Linked DNA regions of Mus musculus: regions 2, 3 and 4 are each linked to region 1. The links are chromatin contacts, called in public promoter capture Hi-C maps. All regions are on one chromosome and are shown on one strand. Each heading gives the region's core, a stretch centred on a gene start, on an enhancer-like site or on the middle of the called end of the contact. The rest is flanking DNA. Distances are from core to core; before and after follow the strand shown.

Region 1 (2,846 bases), core at 243-2,742:
GATGCAGCAAGAAACTGCAACACACCACCATTATGGAGCACTTCTCTCCCTAGAGTCTGACAAATGCAGCTCAACTACGAAGACCAATACATGCATGTCATTAGCAAATAAATCTTAATCCCATGTCCTTTCACGTGCTTGCTTTCGTAGAACATCCTTTCGCCTAGGTCCACTTCAGCTACATGTTCCTTCACGTGTTTAGCCCAGCAGAACACCGTACAACACAGTTTCTAAAGAACCCTTAAGTTTCCTCTTCAGTTACTAGACTTGCATTTCAATTCAAAGATTAGGGTGTTGATAGAGAGTTAGCTGCACATCGTGACTGAGACTTTTCTTAGCTCGTAAGCATTTTATAGTCAAACTCGGTTGTATATAATCGCAAACCCATTTCTATTACCTTCTTTTTAAAAATAATTTTTACCTTTTAAATGATTTTTGTGTATGTACAATATATGTGATCAATATATGTGGACACAACTTACTTTCATGTAACAAGATAGTAAGTGTCACAACTTCCTTGACTAAGTCATTGTAATGTAAAACAACTACATACACTAGGAAAAGGTGACTGGAATCGGGCGTGGTGACTGAGGCAGGAGGTTTTAGGCAGCTCAACCTAATCTACATAGTGCATTCCACCCCAGCCTAGAGTAAGGAAGACAACTCTGTCTCAAAACCAAACCAAACAAAAAAGTGAACGCTAAATTACCAAGTATCATGAAATACTCCTTAATATTCTTTTCCGGATGTGGTGAAGCAAGCTTTAAATCCTGTAGTTGGGAGGTGGAGGGGGTAGGATCCGAACTTCTATTGACCATCCTCAAGCACAAAACGAGGTTTAAGCCAGAAGAGGTTACATCAGACCAATCACAAAACAAACCATCAGGCGGAAAGAAAGGTTTGGTTAAGTTTGACTTCAGATCTCAAAGTTTCTGTAGTCTGGCTACACGCAAACTGCGCACGCTTAGAAAGTTCAGAGCTGCCAGCCGACAATGACAGGAAAGTAGGTCCAGGTAGAACAGGCTGAACGCCGTGGGCCGCCCCGTTCAGCCCGGATCCAGCGAGGGCACAACGCCGACTGCGGGGGATGGGAGCCAGGCCGGCGGCCCGCGGAGCTCAGCAGGCCAGGCGCGGGCGAGCCGGAGGGCTGCTCTCTGCTCCGGGCTTCCGCGGCCTCCCTCCCGCTCGCCGGCCTCCCGCGCCGCGCCCCGTCCCCTCCCTTGTCCACAACACGGCCTCCCGCCACCGTTCAGCTCCGGGTGGTAGCCATTCCCCACCCCGCCAACCGCTTTTCTGTCCCGGGCCCCACTCACCTCGGCTGCGCAGCAGCCCTCACCTTCGCAGCTGCTCAGCCTTCCAGATTGGCTGTCCCAGGACCTTATGCCAATCAGCCAATCCCCGCCCCTGGCCCGGCCTAGGCTGACCAGTGAACGGCTCGCTGAGGCCCGGGGGCGGGCTCAGGAGAGGCCGGCGGAAGGCGTGTCTGCTCGCCGGCCACGCCGGCTACCTGTCCCGGGCTCTGTGCGCACGCGCGGTGCCCAGTAAGGGGCGTGTGCTTGCTAGTGTGCCGCGCTTTGTCTTGGGTGCTTCTGCCCCTGTTATTTTTGTTGGTAAACTTCGCCCCTTTTGGGTGTAGGAATACCCACATTCCGAGTGAAGTCTCAAATGTGTGCCCGCTGAAAGGAGCTAGGTCCTTAGCCTAGCCTAGCCTAGCCTGTGTCGAGCCCTTCTCAACCCACGCTCTGTGGGGACTTTGTCTGCCAGGGCGATCTGTTTCGGGCCTCAAATCCCGGACGTATGTTCTGGAGGAGTGGAAGGCGCGGCTCAGAGGGAGTGAAGACTTTTCCTGCCTTCAGTTCCCCCGCCTCAAAGTCTGCCTAATTGGTGTGCGTAGTTTTTAATGAAGGGTTATTCTAGATTTCAGATAACCTAGTCATGAAAATACGATCAGTCTGTGTCAAGTTAGCTATAAGCAGCACGGTGGTGTGTGTGGGTGCGATAAAACGTGAATATGGAGGGAAAGCCTATCAGTAATTCAAGAGGCCGCTCCTACCTGGGCGTGGCGGCTCCTGCTATGTAAAACGAGTAGTTTGAAGTTGGAGGCTGGAGGATCCAGAGTTGAAGACCAGCCTATGTCCAAAACAACCTGGAAGAGGGTGGAAGAGTTGAGGTGGGAAGTGGGCAGCAGCTGTTGCTACTTCGCCTTCTCTCTTACCCTCTCATTGGAGCGCTGGTGTTCTTACCCTGGATGGCCTAAATTCCTCCTGGCTACTGCTTTGGATTTCACCTAGAGCTTCAATTCAGTTACTCAGCAACGGCTCGTTGGGAGCCCATTATGACAGTACAAAGTTGGTGGGGTTTGTTTGTTTGTTTGTTTGTTTTTTAAGCCTTGAACCACACCCTGAGTAAGCCTACCAAAAGGCAGGGAGATCAAAACAAGGTTAATTAATATATGTGACCAAGTGTTATAACGTTTTAAGTACAAAAGGGCCTGACAGGCTGTGACCAAGGCTGGGAGAGAGAAGCCTGAGAGAGCAGTTCAGGGAGGGGTGCTTGGTCTGAAGGCTGATGAAAAGACAAAAGCTGCTGAAGTGAACTGGTAGGGACCACACACCAGGGCGACCATTCCAATGATACTTGTAGGATTTACTGCTAAGCTATTAGTTGCCTCAGGATCCCTGGTCACCAGCTGTGTGACCCACAGGTGACTCTCAGCTGCCTGCCACCACACAGGCCTATGTGATTGTCTATGTTTAAGAAGAAGGGTATCTGAAAGCACCCATCAGTTGGAGATGGCTTAAAACCTGTTTTTTGTTTTGTTTTGATTTGATTTGATTTTTTCTTTA
Region 2 (2,975 bases), core at 377-2,876, 8.7 Mb after region 1:
TGCTCAGCCACACCTCCATTTTAATTCTTTGGAAAGAGGCACCTGTTGGACACAAGTTGGATCAAATATGCTACTTGAAAAAAAAATCCAGCTTAATAAAAATGTATCTAAACCGGGATATAAACCTAGCCACAAGAGAAGCCAAATGTACAGAAGATAGAGCAATTCCTTAGGAGGGGAAATAATATATCTTTCCATTTCAAATGCTTCTTTTATCCTGTAGTTTTTACATCTTCTCGCTCACCCCACTATCACCTCAGGCTGATAAAAGCTATGCATCTTGTCTAACGATACCTTGGGTGAGCTCAAATGCCCTCTTATTATACATACATAAAAGTACACAACACAAAAGTCAGAAAAATAATCTTATTCTGTAAGCTGTGTAAACAGTTCATTTCTATTGTGGACCACTGCATAGAGTGTAAACTAAAAGTCTATAAGTAGGAACCGGCCAGTATATATATAGATTATATTGTATATATAGATTATGTTGTAGCCCTTATCTGACAACACACAGAATGTTCTTCTTTGATTACTAAAAATGTCTAGTTATCTCCTGAAAGTAAAATCTAGCCATTTATCAATACCAGAAAATATGCGATATATACATATGTATATATGTATATGTTTGTATATATGTATATCCTGTTATGTTCCACTCAATAATCTGAAAAAAAATTACTCAAACAGTTCCAACAACCTTTACAAGATCTTCATCTTTCTTCAAACTATGCTACCTGTACACTCTTATTTCTTGAGCGCTTTTCTTTCCTTGGCCCCTGGAGCCCTATTAAGAAAACTATTCCAAGGTTCATTTTTCTTTGCCTTACTTTTTTCTTCCCTTTATTCAATTATATTAATTCAAGGACAAAAAGGGCAATTTCATCCTGAAAATATCTTTATGTTTTCAACGAATTCTGTTTATCTCATACTTATTTCTCCAATAAAAGCTACACCTATGTCAGAAATCACATTATCATTTTGGAATCACCACTCTCAATTTTCCCCTTCTAGGTATCGCTCCAAAGCCCTAGAAATCATTGAATGATCTTTAAATAAGACAACTCGATTGTACTGACAAATGGTTCTGTAAACTTTGATATATAATATTAAATAATAGTGTTGCTGAAACACTAAAGGTTTTCAAATTAGCAAATCTAAGCAGCCTAATACTGTTTTCACTTGGGCTAAATTCAGAAATTCAGGCATTCAGGAATCTTTACCATAGTCCTAAATTACAGGGACAAATACACAATAAAATAGTGTTCTATCTGCCTACTCTTCAAATCAGTTGTCAATCCATCAAAGAAATGCTAATTATGGAAAATGACTAACCTTCTAGACCTCCCCCCCCAACCAGTGATAACTACAAGTCCCATGATGCAAAGCTCTAGCCCGAACTTATGCTAGCCAAAGTGCCTTCTGGGAATTGAAGTCTTCTCTTCATCTACTTGGCAAACTAGATATTGTAGCCCCATTTCTCAGAAACTCCCTAGTAATAAAGCCTGTGGAAAAAAAACTGTCGATTCCCTGTGATAAAATTAGATTTGTTCGGGCCACTGCAGAGACAGGGACCAGCAATCCCAGTGTGGGCCTCCGGGGGCGGTGCCGTGCTGTGACGTCACTTCCTGGAGCGGCATACCTCCCCCTCCCACTCGAGGCCGTCCCTTCCCTCGGTTCGCGGGAACCTGGCTGGGTGGCTGTGCCCAGGCACCGAGCGGCTGCTCCGGGGCGGAGGGTCACGTGAGGAGTCCGAGTGCCCGGGCAGGACGCGACCCGCCGCAGTCCAACAGGAGCCGCCTTCCTTCCCCTGACGGCGTGGGGTCGCGGAGCGCGCCGAGGTAGGACGCGGGGACACCTGCCGCCTGGACGGCGGGCGGGCGCGCGGGAGGCTGCGGGGCGCGGGGGAGCCTGGACCCCGCCGCACCCCTGGGCGCGCCTGGCCCGGGAGGACTGCAGGTGCGGGAGCCCGGCCTGAGGGCTCGCGGCCCGCGCGGACCGCGTCGCCCTGCCAGCTTCCCCGGGCCTGCGTTCCGCCACCGTGCTGTCACCCTCCTCCCCAGGTAGCGCGGGAGCATCCTCCTGGGTACGAGGTCAGGCGCCCCCGAAGAAGGCGACACGCCCTCCCTCCGCCGCTCGGCGCTCCCGCGGGTGGAAGTCCCCGGGCGCACCCCGAGGCCGCCCTTGGCAGCCCGGGGCCTCAGGTGGCAGATGTCAGAGGCCAGCGCCGGAGCTACGAGAATCCTGCGCGGTTCTTCTGGGGAGGTGCGGGGTGGGGGTCAGGATTCACCCAAGGGGTGAGTCCGTAGCTCAAGTTTCTTGAATGTTCCACAATAAGGAAGGTTGCACTGGCCGCGTGAGGTTAGACACCCTGTTTAAACTTCCTACATCCAGAGGGGACAGCTTGCTAAGAGGACAGTAAATAAAGTTGGGCTGGTAGACCCCCTGTTGCTGTGTATAAATAGACCTGTCATTTCTCCTGGTCGCTACTTAACATTTCTGAGTTTATTACTTAACGTCGTAATGGTAAGTCATTACTTCTTTATTCTACAAAATTATTCAGACATACAATATAACCATCTTTTGGACCTTAGGTTATTGAGAATGAATAATCTAGAATCAAAAAGCAAAACTTTTAATGATTTAATTTGATTGACTGTAAACCTGATACCTTCCCCCCCCCTTTTTTTTCGTTAACTTTACCAAGTTTGCATTTGAAATATATTTGATGCTAAGTTTAAAAAAAAATGTTACTTTCAAGACAGTTGTTGCTGGCTTGGTAGTACAGGTGTGTATCCCAGCACCTATGGAGGCTGCAAGATCAAAAGTTCAAACCTACCTAGGCTACTTACTTAGCAAGTTCACAGGCAACAACCTTGTAAGACCCTGCCTAAAAATTAACATATTTTTTAAGGAAGAGGTTTAGAATGCATGCATAGCATTGCAAATCTCAATCAAAGTAAAAGAGCATTCCT
Region 3 (2,829 bases), core at 17-2,516, 9.4 Mb after region 1:
CAGACCTTTATAAGTTCTCAAACCAACGAACCTCTCACCGTCCTCTAAATCCAGCCAAGTTGGATCCTGCATCCTTATTCTCAAAGTACCTTTCCAAGCTGAAGACTGAGTTTAATATCTCCTACACATCCTCCTCTGCAACGTATTAACATTCCTTTCTCCTTTACTCAACTCCCTATTCCCACCCCTTTGCTCCTAATGAGCCGTTTTTATCCAGCCAACTTCACACTACCTGAGTGAATGTGTGTATGTTTAATATCACTCGTGCCTGTTCTTCCCCATTAGAGAAAACAAATGAACTTGTCAGACAAATAACTGTTTGGTTTAGAGTTCAGTGGACTTGGCTCAGAAGTCCTGAGTGTCACATCTGGACTGGTTATTTGTTTCCACACTGTCTATCCCCATTTCCGGGTTGCTTGTTTAATAAGTTAAAATTCAAGGCCAACAAAACCCTTGTCAGATTTATCTGCAGCTTGTTCCAGGCAATATTCGAGTCCTCCCCACCCCACCCCACTCCCCCACACAATCTCCCCTCCCACTCCCTCCCCCAGTGCCCAGTGGGTGAACCCGAACCATAGTGGATACGCCTTGGAAATTCCAAGTTAAAAGCATTTTCACCTGATTCTCAGGCAGACCCACACGCCAGTAGCTGCTCTGGGGTCTCTGTCCTCGTAAGTGGCAAGGAAGAACAGGGTGTGGGAGGCTTGCAGCCCTGGAATAGTCTTGGACCCTATTGGAATAGGGATTCCCCATCCTCCAGACCTTCTGAATGTGCGTAGGCAAGTGTTGTATTACCATACAACCAGCACATTCTCTTGGGGAGCTTTGGGCAAGGCTATTTACAACCTACATACCTGGGCCCCACCTCTCAGAGTCTCCTGTGTTTACTTTGGAGTCCAGCCAGGACAAAGGGCTCCTACAAGCTCCTCAAGTTCTTACTCTGCATCAGATCAAAGTGAAAGGTGTCCTGCAAATTGCAGTCCTTGAAGGTTAAGCAACCATCTGGGTTAAACTTGACCTTTGCAGGCTGTCCTGGGACCCTAAGGCAGTTCCCCATAGACTGCTTCTTAAGGGACAATGGGCTAAGGAGACAACCTCAGTCACAGAGTTTTTGGTCACCAGCCCTGATTTTGCGAAGCTCCAGCTCCTTGCCCTGCAGCTGGCAGCCACATTAGCCTCGCAGCAACCCCCCCCCCGACCCCGCCCCACCCTTCTCGCTCCGCCCAACCCCGCCCGTTGGCACCGCCCCCGTGACGTGCCGCAGCAGTCGCGAACATGCGCACTGAGTCCCGCGCGCTGCTCCGCCTCGGCGCTGTCATTCTCCGCGGCGCGGCGGCCAGTGCGGACTGCGGTTCCCGCCCGGCGCGCGGGTGCTGTGACTGCTCCTCCGGGGCGGACTGGTGACTCTGCAGCGCTCTGGAGCCTCTCGTGCGGGGACTCCGTGGTGTCGCATTCCCTCAGAGAGGGAGACACGCACCCGGAGCTCCGAGCACAGCTCTCAAGGGCTGGCGGCCACGACGGCGTTTGCTCGGGTTCCCGGTGCAGTCCGAGTCTCTGCGGCCGCCCGGTGCGCCCGGGAGAGCGCACCTCCCCCGGCACGGCAGAACCGAGGCGACGAGGATCAGGAGGGTCCTGCGCCCGCTACCACTGCCCACCGCGGGCCAGCCCGGCTGCGAGCAGCGGAGTTGCAGCGCTTTTTAGAGCTCTGGAGCCCCAGAAGACCTCTGCGAACCAGTAAGTTGACTGTAGTTTCTGAAGTTTCGGGCAGCGTGGGAAGGACAGGTTCGTTTTATTCCTGTGGTTCCAGGCCGAGGTTTTACCTCCCGTTAGCGGGGCTGCGGCTGGAGGAAGGCGTACTGGACTGTAAAGGATGGGGCATGGCATTCGAAGACTCAAGGCTGGAGTCTAGGGCTGGCTCCTGCCTCTCCCGAATGTGCCAGCTGGAAATGTGCTAGGGGAGACAGGTGCTCCGAGGGCATTTGGCCCGCCGCTAAATTGCACATTCTGAGCTCCTTGATTTTGCGCCGCGTGGGGTCAGGGACGTCAGCCACCTCCATCCTAGGAAGCTCTGCCTACATCCCCTCCATCCCCTCGGAGGACTGGCACAGAGATGAGAAGCTGAGACATTGCTGCTCGGGCCTGCAGGCTTTCTGCACATCCCACTTCACTCTTCCCTTAGGCAGAAGTTGCCAACCTCCCATAATTGGAGCCTAGCCCTTTAGGGAAAAACAACTTATGTGTCAAATGAGTGTTTTGTGCTCCAAGGCATAGAAAATGAGAAAAGTGCTCTATGCGTTTTAATTCATATGCTTTAAGAATGTGGGCAAGTCTCAAAGAAACAGGATTCCGAGGATGGCTGAGTTGTCCTGCATCTCTTATGTAAGCCTCCTGGCTGGGTACCTTTGCATCTGCAGGGGCTGCATCTGGGCCTCTACTCACTCCATTTTTTTTTTCAAGTCCAGCTTGAGCCGTATTTAATAAAAACGTTGACATGATATAGTGGTTCGTAGTCAGAAACAGGGCAGTCTTTAAATTAGACTGTCTTCTCCTAATAGGGAGCATGGGAGGAAGAACTTGGTGTATTTTTTTCAAGGCAGTTCAAGGAATTAGATACATAAATCATGCTTTAAAATACCATACATTGTACAGAGAGCATGCACAGAACCCTCTTTAGAACACATCCCCTTTTGTTTTAGTAAAAGTGGAGATTTGCTCATACCAGACAATTGTTGAGTCTGAAAGTGAAGTGCACTGATGGCCTTAATTATCTTAATAAACAAAGAGCATGATTTATAGGTAGCTACAGTGGCCTACTTTGAAGGGTAGAAA
Region 4 (3,180 bases), core at 458-2,957, 8.9 Mb after region 1:
AGAACCCCTCCCACCCCAGTGTATGTGTGTGTGTGTGTGTGTGTGTGTGCAGTCATGTGAGTGTACATGTTTGTGTGTGCTTAGAGTTTTCTTCTTGTCATGTATGGAGGTCTCTATAGACATCAGAGCCACCTCCACACACTCAGCAACAGGGTTCTGTATTGTGTGACACCAGCCTGCAGTCAGTGCTGCTATAACGGAATCAGAACATCAGACTCCTTTGTGCGCTTGGCTTTCAGCAGGCACTTGGCAGGAGAATGGATTGTGCTGAGTTACCTGACTGTAGCAAGGAAGAAGCAGCAGAGGCTGCAATGAGCCCCATGGAGTCCTGCTCATCTGATGGAGGAAGCTAGCGATCATTTAATGTAAAGACATCTGATACCTGGTCCCTCATCTGTCCTGCTTTGCAATGTCAGGGGAGGCTCTTTCACTCATACAGCATGCATTTGATAAGATTTTTATTTTCAAACAACTGATAATAGAGGACCCCAAAACCAAGCTCTTGAAGGTCTTTTGTGGAAGAGCAAAAAACCATGAGTATGTGATAGACACCCACATCAGTGTCTTAAGGCAGCAGGCTTCAGAAGAGTAGACTCATTTTGTCTTTGTGGGTTTATCAATCCGATTTGCTGTCCCTGCCACTCATCTCTGAGACATGTTACATGTTGTTGATAATTTCTTGTTTTGATTCCTGAGAACCAATCACTTCACAAGTAATTATGCCAGGGCATTGTGGTCATCTTGTGGGTAGGTCATCTGGATAGAGTTCCACTTAAAAGTAACATACTTACCATGGTACTGTTCCACGTGAGGAAACATTTTAAGAACCATAAACTAGCCTTTGTTGGTCATCCAGAGCAAGTGGTTGAGCCATGAAGATTCTCTGCGGATTTTGGAGTCAGGGTGCTATGCTCTTGTTGTGTGAGTTTGGGACAAATCCCCTGACTTCTCCAAGCTTTGTTTTCCTCATCTGTATTGTGCAGGGACTCTTCATGAAACCGTTCTAACACTTATGTTTAAGCACGTAAGAGCACAAGTGCTGTCTGGTGTGGTGGCAGGTGCCTGTAGCCCGAAAGTGGAGGCAGGATGCTCAAAGACTTCAGAAGCCAACCTATGCTACATAATGGAACACTGCTAAAAATCGACGCCTTTGAAAGCGGCTCAAAGACAGGGTGCTTGTATAGTATTTACAAAGCCTATGGTCCTTAGTATTGAGGGCTGCAGGTGCGGAGAGCAACTGCCTGCCGCCGTCAAGTCCACAACAAACAACCTGTATCTAAGTGAATTATGGAGAAGAGAGTTGGTGCAAAAAATAAAAATAAAAATCTCCTTTAGGCTTACAGGTTTAACAAATGAGAGTGCCCAATGACAGTCACAACTCCAATTTAGCTGTAGCCGAAGAGCAGAATGGGAAATGGGAAAATATAAACTAATAAAGAAATTTAACTAATATAATTTATATATAATTTAATATATAATATATAATATATTATATATATTTAATTTCACTAATATATAACATATATGATATAAACTAATAAAAAAATAAACTAATAAAGACAAAAGTGGAGATTTGAAAACGGGATTCTTAGAGAAGAAAGGGTATGCAGGAGAATGCCAGAACACGGTAACTTCAACCGGACCAGCCCTTACAAAGGCAAATTCGGCCCGGCTTACACCTCCAGTCTGAGCGAAGACGTGAAGGCGGGGTTTTAATGGGGCGGGACTTCCTGTCGGAGCAATCCCCGTTACCTCCGGAAGAGCCGAAGAACCGAGCCCTCGGACGCCGGCGGTTGAGCATCGATCGCGGTGCGCTCGCGCGAGGTGAGTCGGTTCTGTCCCTGGCTTCCGTGCAGCGTTATTCGGTGGCCGAGGCGGGGGGTTGTGCGGGCTGCAGACAAGCTCTCCCCATGCTGGGCCGGGGCGCCTGCCGGGCCCTCCTCCCGGCGGTGCTCTCCGTAGCGCTCCGGAAACAGCCGAGCGGGTTCGCCAGGCGGTCCTCGATCTCTGAGGTTCTGTGTCGCAGAATGAGCCCGGCTCTGCCCAAGCCCTCAGGGCTCTACACGGCAAGTTCCCTGGCTCACGAATTTACAGGATTAGGGGTGAACAAGACCAGGTCCGGTGATGTCCTGCGTCGGGAGCGGGGCCTGTATAGGATAGAAACAATTTTAAGTCTGTATGATTTTGTTCCCAAAGTGAGGGTGATAGAATATGACCCCCGTGAAAACAAGTCTTGAAGCAAAGGTCTTTGAAATAAAAGGGTTTATTGAGCCATTAATATATATCAGCTAGGAAATGGACCAAGACTTGGGGCACATTTTGTAAACTACCAGCAACAAAGCTAAAAAAGTGCCTCTGATGAGCTAACGCTATAATTGAATTTCAAGGCACAGGCTTTTAAAGTCTCTATTCTTGCCCCCCACCATGCTCCACAAAGCCAGAACAAACCCCAGAGAACTGTTACCTAATTAACTTCCCTTGTGTCTTCCCTCTTCTGGACCTCTACATTTTAGGGCACCTCAGAAATTTTTATTTATCAGCCTCCTTTCCTCAAGGAATATTAGAACTGATTAAGAAGATGTAGCATGCATTATAAATGACCAAATGTTGCATAGCAACAGCAGTTTTTCTGCAACTGTCTATTGCTTGATATCTGTTGGGTTGAAGATTCGATGGATGGCTTTTGAAACAGTCCTGGGGAGTCAGGAGGTGTTCTGTTCATGTTGTCACAAGGTAAAGTGTGAGTGGCTTGAGGAAGCAAGTGGTGAGGAGGCAAGCCCAGCCCAAGAATGTCCAGTTGTGACAGAATAGAAGAGAGCAGTAAGAACAAGTGTGACCAAGTTTGGAAAGCATTCTTGAAGAGCTGTAAGGAGTTTATTCTATAACTCAAAGCGCCTTTTATATGCTTGCTTGGACGCTTGGATCACAGGAAAAGGCGCTTAGGCGTGAGGGCAAATGTCTGTAATCCCACCAGCATTCTGAAGACTAAGCGAGGATGCTCAAAGCTTGAAGCCCACCTTATATCAATAAGAAGGAAGGTGAAGCCGTAGCCAGCAGCATCTGGTTGTGTCTGTCTGCTCTGTGTCCCTGCGCTTCTCCGTGTACCTGACGCTCTTACAGGGGAAGCACAGGGTGTGACTTGTCCTGGGAAGCAGGCAGAGCGGCCACCTTTCCTGGGCA

What was found. Promoter capture Hi-C pulls out the DNA fragments that hold promoters and counts their contacts.
Region 2: a promoter capture Hi-C map of pre-B cells shows a contact between it and region 1. The contact joins the promoter of Snx16 here to the promoter of Mtfr1 in region 1. A contact is called at or near these places in 1 of 39 promoter capture datasets (pre-B cells) and 1 of 484 Hi-C or Micro-C datasets (pre-B cells).
Region 3: a promoter capture Hi-C map of pre-B cells shows a contact between it and region 1, with 5 times the contacts expected there. The contact joins the promoter of Pag1 here to the promoter of Mtfr1 in region 1. A contact is called at or near these places in 3 of 39 promoter capture datasets (the HPC-7 cell line, frontonasal cranial neural crest and pre-B cells).
Region 4: a promoter capture Hi-C map of liver shows a contact between it and region 1, with 4 times the contacts expected there. The contact joins the promoter of Impa1 here to the promoter of Mtfr1 in region 1. A contact is called at or near these places in 4 of 39 promoter capture datasets (cranial neural crest, liver and pre-B cells).

The regions. Positions count from the first base shown.
Region 1 is chr3:19,186,756-19,189,601 of GRCm38.p6, reverse strand. It overlaps Mtfr1 (mitochondrial fission regulator 1), which reads right to left and starts at 1,492. Exons shown (of 8, transcript NM_026182.6): 1 at 1,314-1,492.
Region 2 is chr3:10,438,781-10,441,755 of GRCm38.p6, reverse strand. It overlaps Snx16 (sorting nexin 16), which reads left to right and starts at 1,626. Exons shown (of 8, transcript NM_029068.4): 1 at 1,626-1,841.
Region 3 is chr3:9,832,116-9,834,944 of GRCm38.p6, reverse strand. Pag1 (phosphoprotein associated with glycosphingolipid microdomains 1) reads left to right here and starts at 1,266. Exons shown (of 9, transcript NM_001195031.1): 1 at 1,266-1,734.
Region 4 is chr3:10,329,966-10,333,145 of GRCm38.p6, reverse strand. It overlaps Impa1 (inositol (myo)-1(or 4)-monophosphatase 1), which reads left to right and starts at 1,707. Exons shown (of 9, transcript NM_018864.6): 1 at 1,707-1,824. Slc10a5 (solute carrier family 10 (sodium/bile acid cotransporter family), member 5) reads left to right here. Exons shown (of 1, transcript NM_001010834.2): 1 at 1-1,412.